2 separate regions of the Mus musculus genome follow, and region 2 is linked to region 1. Evidence: chromatin contacts called from public HiChIP or PLAC-seq data. All regions are on one chromosome and are shown on one strand. The core of a region is the stretch at or near the end of the contact, and the rest is flanking DNA. Distances in the headings are between cores, read along the strand shown.

Region 1 (6,773 bases), core at 2,807-5,306:
TAGTGGCTGTAGAAGATTGCGAATTGATCCATTTCTATCTCCTTGTACTAAGGTCAAATCTAAGTGGATTAAGGAACTTCACATAAAACCAGAGACACTGAAACTTATAGAGGAGAAAGTAGGGAAAAGCCTAGAAGATATGGGTACAGGGGAAAAATTCCTTAATAGAACAGCAATGGCTTGTGCTGTAAGATCGAGAATAGATAAATGGGACCTCATAAAACTGCAAAGCTTCTGCAAGGCAAAAGACACCGTCAATAAGACAAAAAGACCACCAACAGGTTGGGAAAGGATCTTTACCTATCCCAAATTGGATAGGGGACTAATATACAACATATATAAAGAACTCAAGAAGGTGGACTCCATAAAATCAAATAACCCCATTTAAAAATGGGGCTCAGAACTGAACAAAGAATTCTCACCTGAAGAATACCAAATGGCAGAGAAGCACCTGAAAAAAATGTTCAACATCCTTAATCATCAGGGAAATGCAAATCAAAACAACCCTGGGATTCCACCTCACACCAGTCAGAATGGCTAAGATAAAAAATTCAGGTGACAGCAAATGCTGGCGTGGATGTGGAGAAAGAGGAACACTCCTCCATTGTTGGTGGGATTGCAAGCTTGTACAACCACTCTGGAAATCAGTCTGGCGGTTCCTCAGAAAATTGGACATAGTACTACCTGAGAATCCTGCAACACCTCTCCTGGGCATATATCCAGAAGATGTCCCAACCGGTAAGAAGGACACATGCTCCACTATGTTCATAGCAGCCTTATTTATAATAGCCAGAAGCTGGAAAGAATCCAGATGCCCCTCAACCGAGGAGTGGATACAGAAAATGTGCTACATTTACACAATGGAGTATTACTCAGCTATGAAAAAGAATAAATTTATGAAATTCCTAAGCAAATGGATGGACCTGGAGGGCATCATCCTGAGTGAGGTAACACATTCACAAAGGAACTCACACAATATGTACTCACTGATAAGTGGATATTAGCCCAAAAACTTAGGATACCCAAGAATTAAGATACAATTTGCTAAACGCATGAAACTCAAGAAGAACGAAGACCAAAGTGTGGACACTTTGCCCCTTCTTAGAATTGGGAACAAAAGACCCATGGAAGGAGTTACAGAGACAAAATTTGGAGCTGTGACAAAAGGATGGACCATCTAGTGATTGCCATATCCAGGGATCCATCCCATAATCATCTTCCAAATGCTGACACCATTGCATACACTAGCAAGATTTTGCTGAAAGGACCCAGATATAGCTGTCTCTTGTGAGACTATGCCAGGGCCTAGCAAACACAGAAGTGGATGCTCACAGTCAGCTATTGGATGGATCACAGGGCTCCCAATGGAGGAGGTAGAGAAAGCACCCAAGGAAGTAAAAGGAACTGCAACCCTATAGGTGGAACAACAATATGAACTAACCAGTACCCCGGAGCTCTTGACTCTAGCTGCATATGTATCAAAAGATGGCCTAGTCGGCCATCACTGCAAAGAAAGGCCCATTGGACTTGCAAACTTTATATGCCCCACTACAGGGGAACGCCATGGGCAAAAAGGGGGAGTGGGTGGGTAGGGGAGTTGGGGGTGGGTATGGGGGACTTTTGGGATAGCATTGGAAATGTAAATGAGGAAAATACCTAATTAATAAAAACGTTTAAAAAAGTAAGGTACTTATACATATAGATAAAAGATATATGGTAAAAAAAATAACATTATAATACAACATCAGAAATTTTTTAAAATATTTTTTATTATTATGTATTTTCCTCAATTATATTTAGAATGCTATCCCAAAAGTCCCCCATACCCTTTTTAGATCAATTTCCCCATTGAGTGGATATGCAGCAATTATTGATGAAAAACTCAATAAGATAATTTAACAGTACATGAAAAAAATCATACATCGTGTTCAATCTAGAATAAAAGAAATGCAAGGATAGTTCAGCTTCCTCAAATCATTAAGAGTTCTATGGCACATAAGTAAACCCAAGAACAGAAATAGCATTATTATCTCAAAGGGCCTTTGACAAAGTTCTTTATTGATCTTTTCTAAAAGCCCTGAAATATTAAGAATAGAAGGGATATATCTTAATATAATAGAGGCTACACTTTGACAAGCCTAAAGCCAGTACATACTAAAAGAGAAACTGAGAGCATTTCCTCCACAATCAGGATCGAGCTAAACTGTCCATCCTTTCATGGTTATTCCATATAGAGCTTGAGATCTTAGCTAGGGCAAAAAAAGATGAGTAAAAGAATAAAGGGGATACACACAGAAAAGAAAGAAAATTATGCTCATTGAAGATTATAAGACTTTATAGTTTAAAGTATGAAGGGACTCTCCCCCCCCCCCAAAAAAAAAACAAAACAAAACAAAAAAAAACCTCATAGGTCTGATAAACACTTAAGCAAAGTAGCACCATATAAAACTAAATGCCCAAATCAGTATATTTGCTACATAAAAGTAATCAGCAATGGACTTTCTATGAAAGAAATCAAGAAAAATGCCCCTAATAAAACAAGTTTTTAGTAAAAAATAAAAATACCCCCAGTAGTTTAATAATGCTGAGGTCTAACCATAACCAAAAGGTGACAGATTTCTGTATAGAAAACATTGAAAGACTGAATAAATAAATTTAAAAGGATGCTGAAAGATGAGGCTTCCCATCCTCATGGATTGAAATTAATACCATAAAAGTGACTATATCTAAAAAAGAAAATATACAGGCTCATTGTAATTCCCATATAAATGCTAATGACATTTTCAAAGAAAGAAAGAAACAGAAACTCTAAAAAATCATATGTCAGTAATATATCAACCATACTCTTGGATAGACCTCATGAGTACTTGGCTAACAGAAAACAGACTCCATTGTTTTTGTGTGCTTTTGTTTTGTTTTTCTCATTATTTTGTTTGTTTGCTTGTTTTGTTTCGTTGTGTGTATGTTGTTTTTTTTTTTTCCCCAAGAGAAAAAAAAAAATGAAGTCAGGCGGATATGGAGGGTAAGCATTTGGGAGAAATTGGGAAAAGAGCAAGAATATAATTGAAATATATTGTATGAAAAAAATAAAAATAAAGATAATTTTAAAAAATGGTCAGTAAAGCTAGGGAAAAAGAGCAGTGTTGAAATTTCACAAATCCTAATGTTACCCTCCAGTGCAGTAGCACAATAGCAAACCCTTTCCAGTTCTGCCACAACACAGGCAAAATAGAAAGAATGGACAGAACAGGCTAGAACAAAACGAAATAGAAAAGAGGGCATAAACATAACTCCACATGGCTGAATGTTAACACAGTTGCCAAAAATATACATTAGAAAAGAGACACCCTCTTCAACAAATGGTGATTAAGAAACTGGATATCGAATAATGAAACTGCATCTCTGTCTCTCATGTTTTACTAACTTCATTTCAAAATGAATCCAAGGACTTAATTAAAAAAAAAAAAAGCCCAAAACCGGAAGTATGTGCCTTTTAAAGGGAAAAAATCTCTTCAACATAATTGTTTAAGCCAGGATTTCCTTAAAAGGCCTCCACTGTCTTAAGAACTAATTGGAAAATCATAGACAAATGGATCTCTATGAAATTTGAAAGTCTTAGAAGAACAAAGAGCAAGTATGAGAATGGAGAGACCACCGAGTATGTGAAAAATCAACCATACATCTGACAGAAGAGCAATATCTATAAAGAATTAAAAAAATAATCACTAGAATAAAAGAATTTTACCCAATCAATAAATCTTCAATTTAATTTAATATACAACTCTCAAGAGAATTGCTTGAAACCCAAAACTCAATTTCATTCAAATCAGAATGGCTACCATTTAGAACACAAAACAGCAACTGCTGGCAAGGATGAGAGACTAGAAATGGAACCCCTATACACTGCACATGGGAATGTAAACTTGTATAACTGTGGTAGAAATTGGTCTGGTCTCCTCAGAACAAACAAAATAAAACTCAAAGTGAAATTACAGTACAATCTATCTATGCCACATTTGGTATGTGTGGTGATTTTGAATATGAATAATCCCAGTGGGCTCATATTTGAATGCTGAGTCATCAGGCAGTGAATAGGAGCCTTGTTGGAGAAAGTGTATCATTGGAAATAGATATTGAGGTTTCAAAAACCAGAGCCAGGTCCAGTGGCTCTCTCTTCCTGCTGTCTGTGGATCTGAATGTAGATCTCCCAGTGATTATCCAGGACTATGTCTGCCTGTGTGCCACCATGTTCTCTACCATGATGATAGTGGACTGAACATCGGAAACTGTAATCCAGACCCACCTAAATGCTTTCTCTTATAAGATTTGCTTTGGTCATAGAGTCTCTTCACAGAAATAGAACATTAAGGCAGTTTGTATCCAAGGGAATTTATTCAGTATACTAAATAAGGCTTGCACAGCCATGCTCAGTGCACCACTATTTACAAAAGCCAAGATATAGCATCAACCAAGATGTCAATCAATAGATGAATATACAAAGAAACTGAGATATCTATCTATATATCTATTTATCTATCTATCTACCTATCTATCATCTATCTATAATCTATCTACCATCTACCTATCTGTTGATACATCATCTCTGCTTATGTGAGATGAAAGCAAAAAGAGGACTATTCAGAGGAGAGGGACTGGTAGGCATCAAAGTAGGGGCACAAGGGAGTGAATGTGAGCAATATATAATGATACACACACTTGGAAATGTCATGTTAATCCTACTATGTTACATGCTGATCAAAAGTATAATAAAAAGAAGAAACAAAAAGGATTTCTCAGTAAGCACAAAGGGTGTGGTTAGCTGACAGTCTTTAATAGTCTTCATTATGAGGTATATCACCTCTTGTCTTAGTGCTGTGAACAGGCACTATGACCAAGGCAGATCTTATAAGGACAACATTTAATTGGGACTTGCTTACAGGTTCAGAGGTTCAGTCCATTATCATCAAGGTGGGAACATGGCAGCATCCAGGTAGTCATAGTCAAGAGGGAGCTTAGAGGTCTACATCTTCATATGAAGGCTGCTAAAAGAATACTAACTTCCAGGCAGCTAGGATGAGAGTCTTATAACCCACACCCACAGTGACACACTTACTCCAATAGGGTCACACCTTCTAATTGTGCCACTCCTTGGGCCAAGCATATACAAACCAGCACACCTCTTTAATAAAGTTTACATAGTTTTCAGACAATCTCCTGACCGATATCTATGTATGGTGTTGGCATAGTCTGTCCATATTCATTATCACAACACTCCTTAAATGAGTGATCTTTGCTCCAGATATGGACATTGGACTGAAAATTTTGCAAGCATCTCTTTCTTAGTCTAGTGGGTCCCCTGATTGCAACTAGTTTATTCCTTCAGCAATAGTCACTTTTCAAGAAACTTCTTGAAAAACCCATAATGGCACAGTTGGTACGCAGAATATTTAGATGGGATTTTGGAACTCGACACTCACTGGCTTACTGCTAATGATGAACACATGCCTCACCATACAAGGTCTGATTGTTAAATTTTCACTCACAGTGAGATGACATGTTTAGTAAGGGTGGTGTCCTAGAAGAATATATGTACTGGACAAGGGATTCAATATATCTTAAAATAACAAGGGTCAAGAAAATAGAAAATGCAATCAGATGGCAACGTTTCACTAAATATTTGTGATTCCTAAAGAAGTCCTTAGCTTATATAAGAGGTATATAAAAGGATGAAGATCAAACGCAAGTTTTGATAGAGTGGCTGAATTCCAAAGATGGATGAATGTTCAGGTGAGGATGATCAATTCTGTGAAATTGCAAGGAAACACCTAGCAATGTGGCACATAGTATTGAAAAATGTGGCTGTAGATTCCATCTGATTTTCTGAGGTTGGAGAAGTCGGCAACATTTCTCCTAAGACCTAGTTTATCCCTCCAAAGTCAGAGACAAGATAGTAGATAGCACAGAAGACGCTTCTATTGCTTTTCTACCTCCAGGTTAGGTGAACGTGCATCTGATGAGGGAGAGGAAGCAATCTGCTCAAAAGAAGCTGTGGGTCTTAACAGTAACGTTCCAGGAGGGCCCAGGGTAAAACCATGGAGGCTGCAAATGCTGGATGAAGGAGATTGCCATTCATCTATTCTGCCAGTGAGAAAGCATACTCATCCAGCACCTCCATAGTCCTGTGCAGGCCAATGTTGGCTATCACTCTGGCCATGTCTTTTCTTGAAAAATAAATATTATTCTGTGGCCAAATCACATGTTCAGCTGTAACATATAGGATGCACTGTTGAAAGAAACACCAGTATCATTATGGAGTTCTGTGCTTGCTCTCTTCTGTAGACTAAGAATGGAGGCAGAAAAAAAAAACCATTATAGAACCCAATTCACTGAGAGGAAAGGATAGAACAGATTCCTAAAGCAATAAAGGTCAGTAAACAGGTTTTTTGTTTGTTTGCCTTTGTTTGTTTTGTTTAAAAAAAAAAAAAGACCCAATTATGGCTGTTAACACACTAGATCTGTAGGCTTGTAATGGTCACCCAGGTCCTAAATGTATCATTGAGAATGACATAGTATTTTGATGTTTATAATTGAGACTAACATGTTGTAATTTTTACATTTTGTCTTGGTATTATAGCATAATCACCATTGTGCTGAGTAAGTTTGAAGTTTCTCTTTATGCTTTGGCCATAATCATAAATAAAAAAGATATTGCACTTAGGGGGCAGATGTTGAAGATAATTATTTTTTTAAGTCTAAAGAAGTCTGTGGTGGTG
Region 2 (6,773 bases), core at 1,731-4,230, 540 kb before region 1:
TCCCCCCTCCCCCTTACTTGTCCTGGTCACTAAGGCTGATATTAGAGACTCTTCCTAATATACCCTGGATGATGGTAGCATGTTGAAAAAAGAAAAGGACAAATCATATCAGCTACCCCTTCAAGAAGATCATAGATCTTATTTGGGAGGAAGGGAACCTTAAGTCAAATTATTGAAGTATGTAGAATATTGAATTTAAGGTTTTGTGACCAACTTTGAGTGATGGGAAGAAGTCAAATTCTTTTTTTTTTCTCCCCCCCCCCTTTTTTTTTTTTTTTTTTTTTTGAGACAGAGTTTTTCAGTGTAGCCCTGGCTGTACTGGAACTCACTCTGTAGACGTTGGCCTTGAACTCAGAAATCAGCCTGCCTCTGCCTCCCAAGTGCTGGGATTAAAGGCATGCACCAATTTTTAAGCAACTTTACAGTTATTTGTGGGGGGGAGGGAAGGGAAGAGAGAGCTCTTCCTCTCCTAGAAATCAGAGGACAACTTCCAGGGGCCAGGTCCCTTTCTTTCATCATGTGGCTAACGATTCAGGTTTGGCAGCTTGTGCCTTATTTTGCTTAGCCATCTTTCCAGCCTGGTAGATGGAATTTTAACATGGTCCCCAAGACTTCCATACTCTACTAGACTCATACTCTCCAGTTGTCTTGTTGAATAAACGTATAAGGGCTACTCCGAAAGGATGATTTTGTAGATAAAATTAAGACCTTAGAGATAGGAATTATCTATTAGATTATTGTGACGAGACCTATCCTATTCTGATGATCTGGAGCCTTCAGAAGGTACTACATATGTCCTGCAGATAAGGATTGACATGGGCTGGAGCATCTCCTTGCTTTTAAAAAGGGAGAGAGTGGACAAGAAAGTCAGGTGTCCTCTGATAGCAGAGACTAGCTTTTAACTGAGGGCAATATGCAAACAGAGACCTAAGGAATTCTGCCACACCATTCCTAGACCGAGACCCATAGCTCCAAAGGACAACACAATTTTAACTATACCTTGTGCAATCCTGGGTGGTAGAGTCAGCCAAATTGTGTCTGTGAGCCAACAGTCAGTGGGTGGTCTTTCCAGTTGCTCTGTTTATGGTAATTGATTACCTTGGTGATAAAAACAAAACGTGTGAATTCTACCGTCTAGTTGTTGGATATGTTGGATGATGGGGGCTGGGGGTGGCAGCGGGTAGTGGTCATCAAGCTAGAAAGGGGCCCAGGAGATGGGGAAAAACAGAGGCTATAAGGGAAGCCATGTGAGCAATACAAGGGCCATTGCTGAGGGTTGAGGATGATAGTGGGGCAGGGGCAGGGCCATGCCGATGGGAGGACAAAGAATCAACCGAGTCTGAGTATGTATGAAAATGCCATATGCAAACCTGTTGCTCTGCATGCCATTTAAATCTTAAAAATTACAGAGACTATAAAGTTCTTCCTTTAAAAGGATCTGTTTACAGTTTCTGTAAGTGCAGAGAGCCGGTCAGTGCCAACCAGGAGGAACTATCAGCGTTGCTTGCCTTGCTCCTTAGGGACCCAGTGAAATGAATAGATAAAAAGGTTTTGTAATTAGTAGATCAACTGTTTATAAATTAATGGGTAGCTCCAAAGTACTACAGGGGACCCAAAATAGTTTCTGCCAAGTGTTTTATCTATTCTTGGAATGGCCTTATTCATGCATTATAATTTGCTTAGCCGTTCGTCCTCCATAGACAGCACAAAGATTAGTTACAACCTCCTCTCCTTTGAATACTGTAGTTTCCTTATTAGTAAAGTCAAACCTGATAACTTTTAAAAACAAACAAACAAACAACGGCAGCAGTTTAAAAACAAAAACCCATTTAGGAACATTATGATGTCTGCAGACATTTTCCTACGGACATAATACTCTTTAAGTCTGTTCACATCCTCATGGCTTCACTCTTGAGGCGTAGGCTCACCCAGCCTCTGGATAGAAGACACCATATTTGGGCAGTCAATAAACCTGCAAATGGTCCCTTGAAAAGGAAGCTACTGATGGATCTGGCTTTTCCATGAATGACAGCATAGCCACAGACAGCAGAGGACCGCTTCCTGGCCCACAGCAAACACCACCCTGCTGTGCAGTCCCTGCATGGGGCTGCCCTCCCAGCAGGGATGTGTGTTTCCCCGGGTGCCTGAGGACTGCAGCTTGGCCTTTTTGTTTACAGGAGAGAGGACAGTGACCTCTGTCTTCCAGCTGCTGTGAATGAAAACAGTGTTGGAGAACCAGAGTGAAGTTTCCACTTTACGAGTCACTGAGGGGGGAGGGGGGAAGGAATGGGCAATCTGGGTGGGGGTGGGGCATATTCTCAACCTTCCCTAGTGAAAGAGTGGGTGGGATAAAGTTCAGACCTTTGGATTAGAACACAGATGATGGGAAAGTGGAAAGAGACTAGTTCTTCAGCAAACTTTCTGGGCAGGCTTTCCATATATTGAGTTTGGAAGAGAAACAGAAAAGGCATACACACAGTTTGTAAGGACTTACTTTTTCAAACAGTGGCATTAATTGTGTACGCTTAGGGATGGGATTCTCCTCTCTCAAGGTCTCTCCCGAAGAGAAACAGCTGCTCATTAGCTAGCTTAGTGTGACTTAAAATCTGGAGGCTGTTCAGCACTGCTGTGTGGCTGTTTCTCAAGTTTTGCTTGGTGGTAACCGTCAAAGAGAAGCTCCTGTCCAGGGTCAGGGAATATGGACGGGGTGGATCCCTCCTGGGTCACCACCTCCTGCCAGGAAGCAAGCTGTGTGGAAGCAAGCAGTGGAAGCTTGCCAAAAAGACATCCTGATCTCGGCACTCCTGGAGCTTGCAAATACCAATTATTTTCAATTGAAAGTTAAATGCATAATTGTATACTGTAACCTTATCATTAGAAATTTGCAACGTTACCGATGACACAGACAGGGTACAGTGATTCAAAAATACCTGGGTTAGTCAGAGAGGCAGTGGTTTTAAGCTCTGACAATTCAAGAAGGTCTCCGAGGTGGTAGCTTTTGAACGGAGACAGAAAATCAGGATGAATCGGCCATGTGAGGAGATGGGGGTAGAGTTGTTCCAAATAGGCTGGATGTAGGCAGATGTAGACCAAGAGGTCAACAGGAACTCTCTGCACATGATCCTTATGACCCTCCTCTTTTCTTCATTCTTCTTGTTTGTTTTTGTTCGTTTGTTTGTTTTTTTAATTTCTTAGATTTATTTTTATTATTTTATGTGTATGAGTGTTTTGACTGCATGTGTGCACCGCTTTCTAGCTTGGTGCACGAGGAAGTGGTGAGCCTCCGTGTAGGTGCCTGGAATCAAACCCTGGTCTTTCTCAACAAGTGCCCCTAAGTGCTGAGCCAACTCTCCATCCCAGATCCACAGGATCTTTCTTCTCTAAGGTTACTTTAGAGCCCAGGTACAAGGGAGACATGGAGGTACAGACTCTGTTTTGCATTTTAAAGAACTGCTTGTTTTATTTGCTTCCACTAACCAGCTTCCTTGGTCCCCCCTCCCTACACTTTCCATCACCCTCTTTCCTTTTGGAGTCTATCAGCCTGTTTGTAGAGATCATGTGATCTTTTTGCATTTTAACCTAATAAAGCAATGTCTTACGGTCAGGGACCAAAAGCTGGGCCTGTCACTTAGAATCCCTTCTACTTGTCCAAGTGGCAAACCTCGGAAGCTTCTCTGCTCTGATATTTTGTCTCCTTGGGTCTTATTATATCTTGCCCTATCTCTATGGCAAGATTGCAGGGAATTATCAAACCTAAAAGCGGTCTATCAGAAGTGCAGTTTCCCCTCTCATACTTACTGTAATGTGTGGATTAGTCATGGAACTGGTTGGTTGGCCACAAACCAGACCTAGCCTTCCCAGTGTCTCTATTTTCTGGAGACAGTCAGTAGAAATATGTCTCAGGAGGTCAGCACTAAGAGTGTGACTCATGTAGCTAAGACTCATCTGTAGATAAACACTTCGGAGCTTCCCTTGCTGTCCCACCACATCCCCAGAGAGAAACAGAACCTTCTTCCTGTCCCACTCCCCTGTCTCACTTTCTCGTATTGAATGTAAGACTTGCATTTACTTAGTTAATGTTTGTATGTGGACACACTTTTTTGTACCGTGAAGTCAGTTTTCTGATGGTCAGAGAACAGTGTTGGGGAGTTCTTTCTGTCTACCTAGTGGGACCGGAGATCAAATGTAGTTTGTTGGCCTTGCTGTCCATGGCCTTTACCTGCTGAGCCATCTCACCAACTCCACGGTGTTTCCTCTCCCTTTCCTTTCTTCTTTTCCTTCCTTCCTTCTTTATCCTTTCCAGAGTTGTAACTTAGAGAGAAACTTTCAGATAAGAAGTACTTTTGCATAGTTAAATACAAACATTGGACTCCTTAATGTATCTCAGCATTTGAAATTAAGATTCCAAAGGGGAGATTTATGGCTGGGGGAGGCTGATGGGGTGGGGGGTAGGGGGGGCTTGTTATTGCTCAGTCTTCATGTTGTAAGCATGTGGAAGAAGGATGTGTGAAATACGAGTATGATGATATGATGGGAGAGCTGCAATGTGGTTGCTTAGACATCACAAGGCGAGGACCGGGACAGACACTCAGACTGACGCTAGGTATGAAGTCAGGTTGGTGGTAGCATTCCCACTCTACATCAGGAAAGAGACTCCTTCATGTCACAGGAAGCAGAAGGCCTGCATTCTGTGGGTCTCTCCAGACAGACCCACATTTCACAGCCCTAGACAATGACTGTGGTGACAGCTCTTTCATGTGAAAGGAAATGAAGGCCAGGGCAGCATGGTGTCTCCATTTACTCCTTGGTTGAATACCCAGGTTGGGGACTAGCACTACTAAGGAAGATCTGCAGTTTCACTGGAGGAGAGAAGCCTAATGGTGGCTGGCTTCCCCCTGAGCCTTCAGGTTTGAAGTATTTTGTGTGTGCACGGCAGAGCACTAGTGTTGGGGGCGGGGGTAGATCTGGGGCTACTTAGATGAACTGCACATTGTTTCTTCCTCTGTGGGTCAAATCCCAAACCAGACAGTGATTTAGGGAAGCTAAAACTGAACTCTGGTTGACAGTGCTTCGTGATACAAGTATTAATCTGCCCTGTCTATGACAGTGTTCATTCCTTTTTATGGAAGTGGGTGGTTGCGGATCTCCATAGCACCTCAACTCATTATTAATACTCACTCTGATTTCATCCCAGAATTTGATAATTCCCTTTTCTACTAACATTAAAATATCACAACAGAGAAAACAAATAACCCTACCTGACTAGGGTGTGTGAAATCCTCTATGAACAGGCACGTGGAGACATACTAGGTAGATGAAAAGTCTGAGGTCTGAGTACTTAATTCTGCTGTTCTGTGTATCTCAATAAAAACACCAAGACCCCAGTGTCAGGGCCGTGCTCCCTCCTCGAGTCAGACCTAGGATACCTATAGCTGGTCCTTACTTCTCTTTTTCTCACCCTTTATTCCCCTGGTTTTTACCCCTTGTCACTACATAGGAGAAAAAGAAGGATAGAGGGAGAGAGAGAGAGATCCCTTAATCTAATTTGTTTCCTTTTGTTTCGTCTTTGAAAGACTGCTAATAAACCACATCTAACCTTCTCTGAATGACCAACAATCACCCCCGCCCGCCCCCCTCCTCCCCCCCCCTCCCGCCTCTGGGGCCCTAGCATTTACATATCCTGTGAGAAGTTCCCAGAATTCCAAATGTCACACCATGACAAAACAACACGCCTGGTAGAGCATGAGGCAAATCATAGTCAGCTGCTGTGGTCAGCCCGAAGCAGCCCTATAACGCACACATGAGGTTAAAACGAAAACATATTCTTATAATATTTCTGTGTTTTTTTAAAGAAACCAAAATTCCAGAACTTTCACAGATACCAGTGCTAACAAGTCATTATTTTTGCTGTCCATTTTGCACTTTCTCCCTTTGATAGGATCTTTTTCCTAAAGCTTACCAAGGGCTCCCCTTACCCCCGCTGTCCCCTGTGTATTTTGAATCTTCTTGATTCCACTATTTTATGGTTAAATTTCCCATTTAAGATTGAAATCTTAGCCGGGTGATTGTGGCACATGCCTTTAATTCCAGCACTGCCTCCATAGGCAGAAGATTTCTGTGAGTTCAAGGCCAGCTTGGTCTACAAAAAGGTCCAGGTTAGCCAAGGCTACACAGAGAAACCCTATCTAAACAAACAAACAAACAAACAAACAAACAAACAAACAAGTAAGTGGTTGAAATCTATATCATTTCCTTAACTCATTGAATTGTATGCAATGCCACCTGTTGAGTACCCGGCCCCATGAGCTTTGATGATGCCTATGTTTTTATAATTGCCAGTGGATTCAAATAAATACCGTAATGCCCCTTGTGTCTCACTCATTTGTTTTGCACATTGTTAGAGTTTATACAGGGGAAGCCTGGGAGTATGTACTCATTTGGCTCCTGCTTTTGTAATTCAGCATCACGTCTCTGAGGTTCATCCAAGAAGCTGCATGTTTCTGTAGTCCATTCTCAGCTATTCCCAAGGAACAGGAGTATTGTGGCAACGACGACGATGCTCTAGTGTGTTTACCCATGCTTCTCTCACTGAACATTCCATTGGACTCTGGTTTGGGACCGTTTATGAATGGCGCTTCTGTGCATATTCTGATACATATCTTCATAGAGCCAAACATTTATTTTTGTTGGTTGTTCAGCTGCAAGTAGAATTGTGGGTGATTGGCTAGTTGTATATTTTAATGGGACATAAGAGAATTTGATATTAAAAATTA

What was found. HiChIP or PLAC-seq counts read pairs in DNA pulled down with a chosen protein or histone mark.
Region 2: a contact with region 1 is called in a CTCF HiChIP or PLAC-seq map of the NIH/3T3 cell line, with 6 read pairs. The contact joins two enhancer-like sites.

What each region holds. Positions count from the first base shown.
Region 1 is chr15:52,678,809-52,685,581 of GRCm38.p6, reverse strand. No RefSeq gene overlaps it. Among named protein-coding and RNA genes, the nearest start is that of Med30, 30 kb to the left of the region's middle. Within about 2 kb of position 4,056, at least 9 of the 459 cell types and tissues checked have an H3K27ac peak or open chromatin away from gene starts, as enhancers often do. A contact at or near this core is called in the NIH/3T3 cell line, where this site is marked.
Region 2 is chr15:53,219,723-53,226,495 of GRCm38.p6, reverse strand. The region is part of intron 1 of Ext1 (exostosin glycosyltransferase 1); the gene reads left to right. Among named protein-coding and RNA genes, the nearest start is that of Ext1, 120 kb to the left of the region's middle. Within about 2 kb of position 2,980, at least 131 of the 459 cell types and tissues checked have an H3K27ac peak or open chromatin away from gene starts, as enhancers often do. A contact at or near this core is called in the NIH/3T3 cell line, where this site is marked.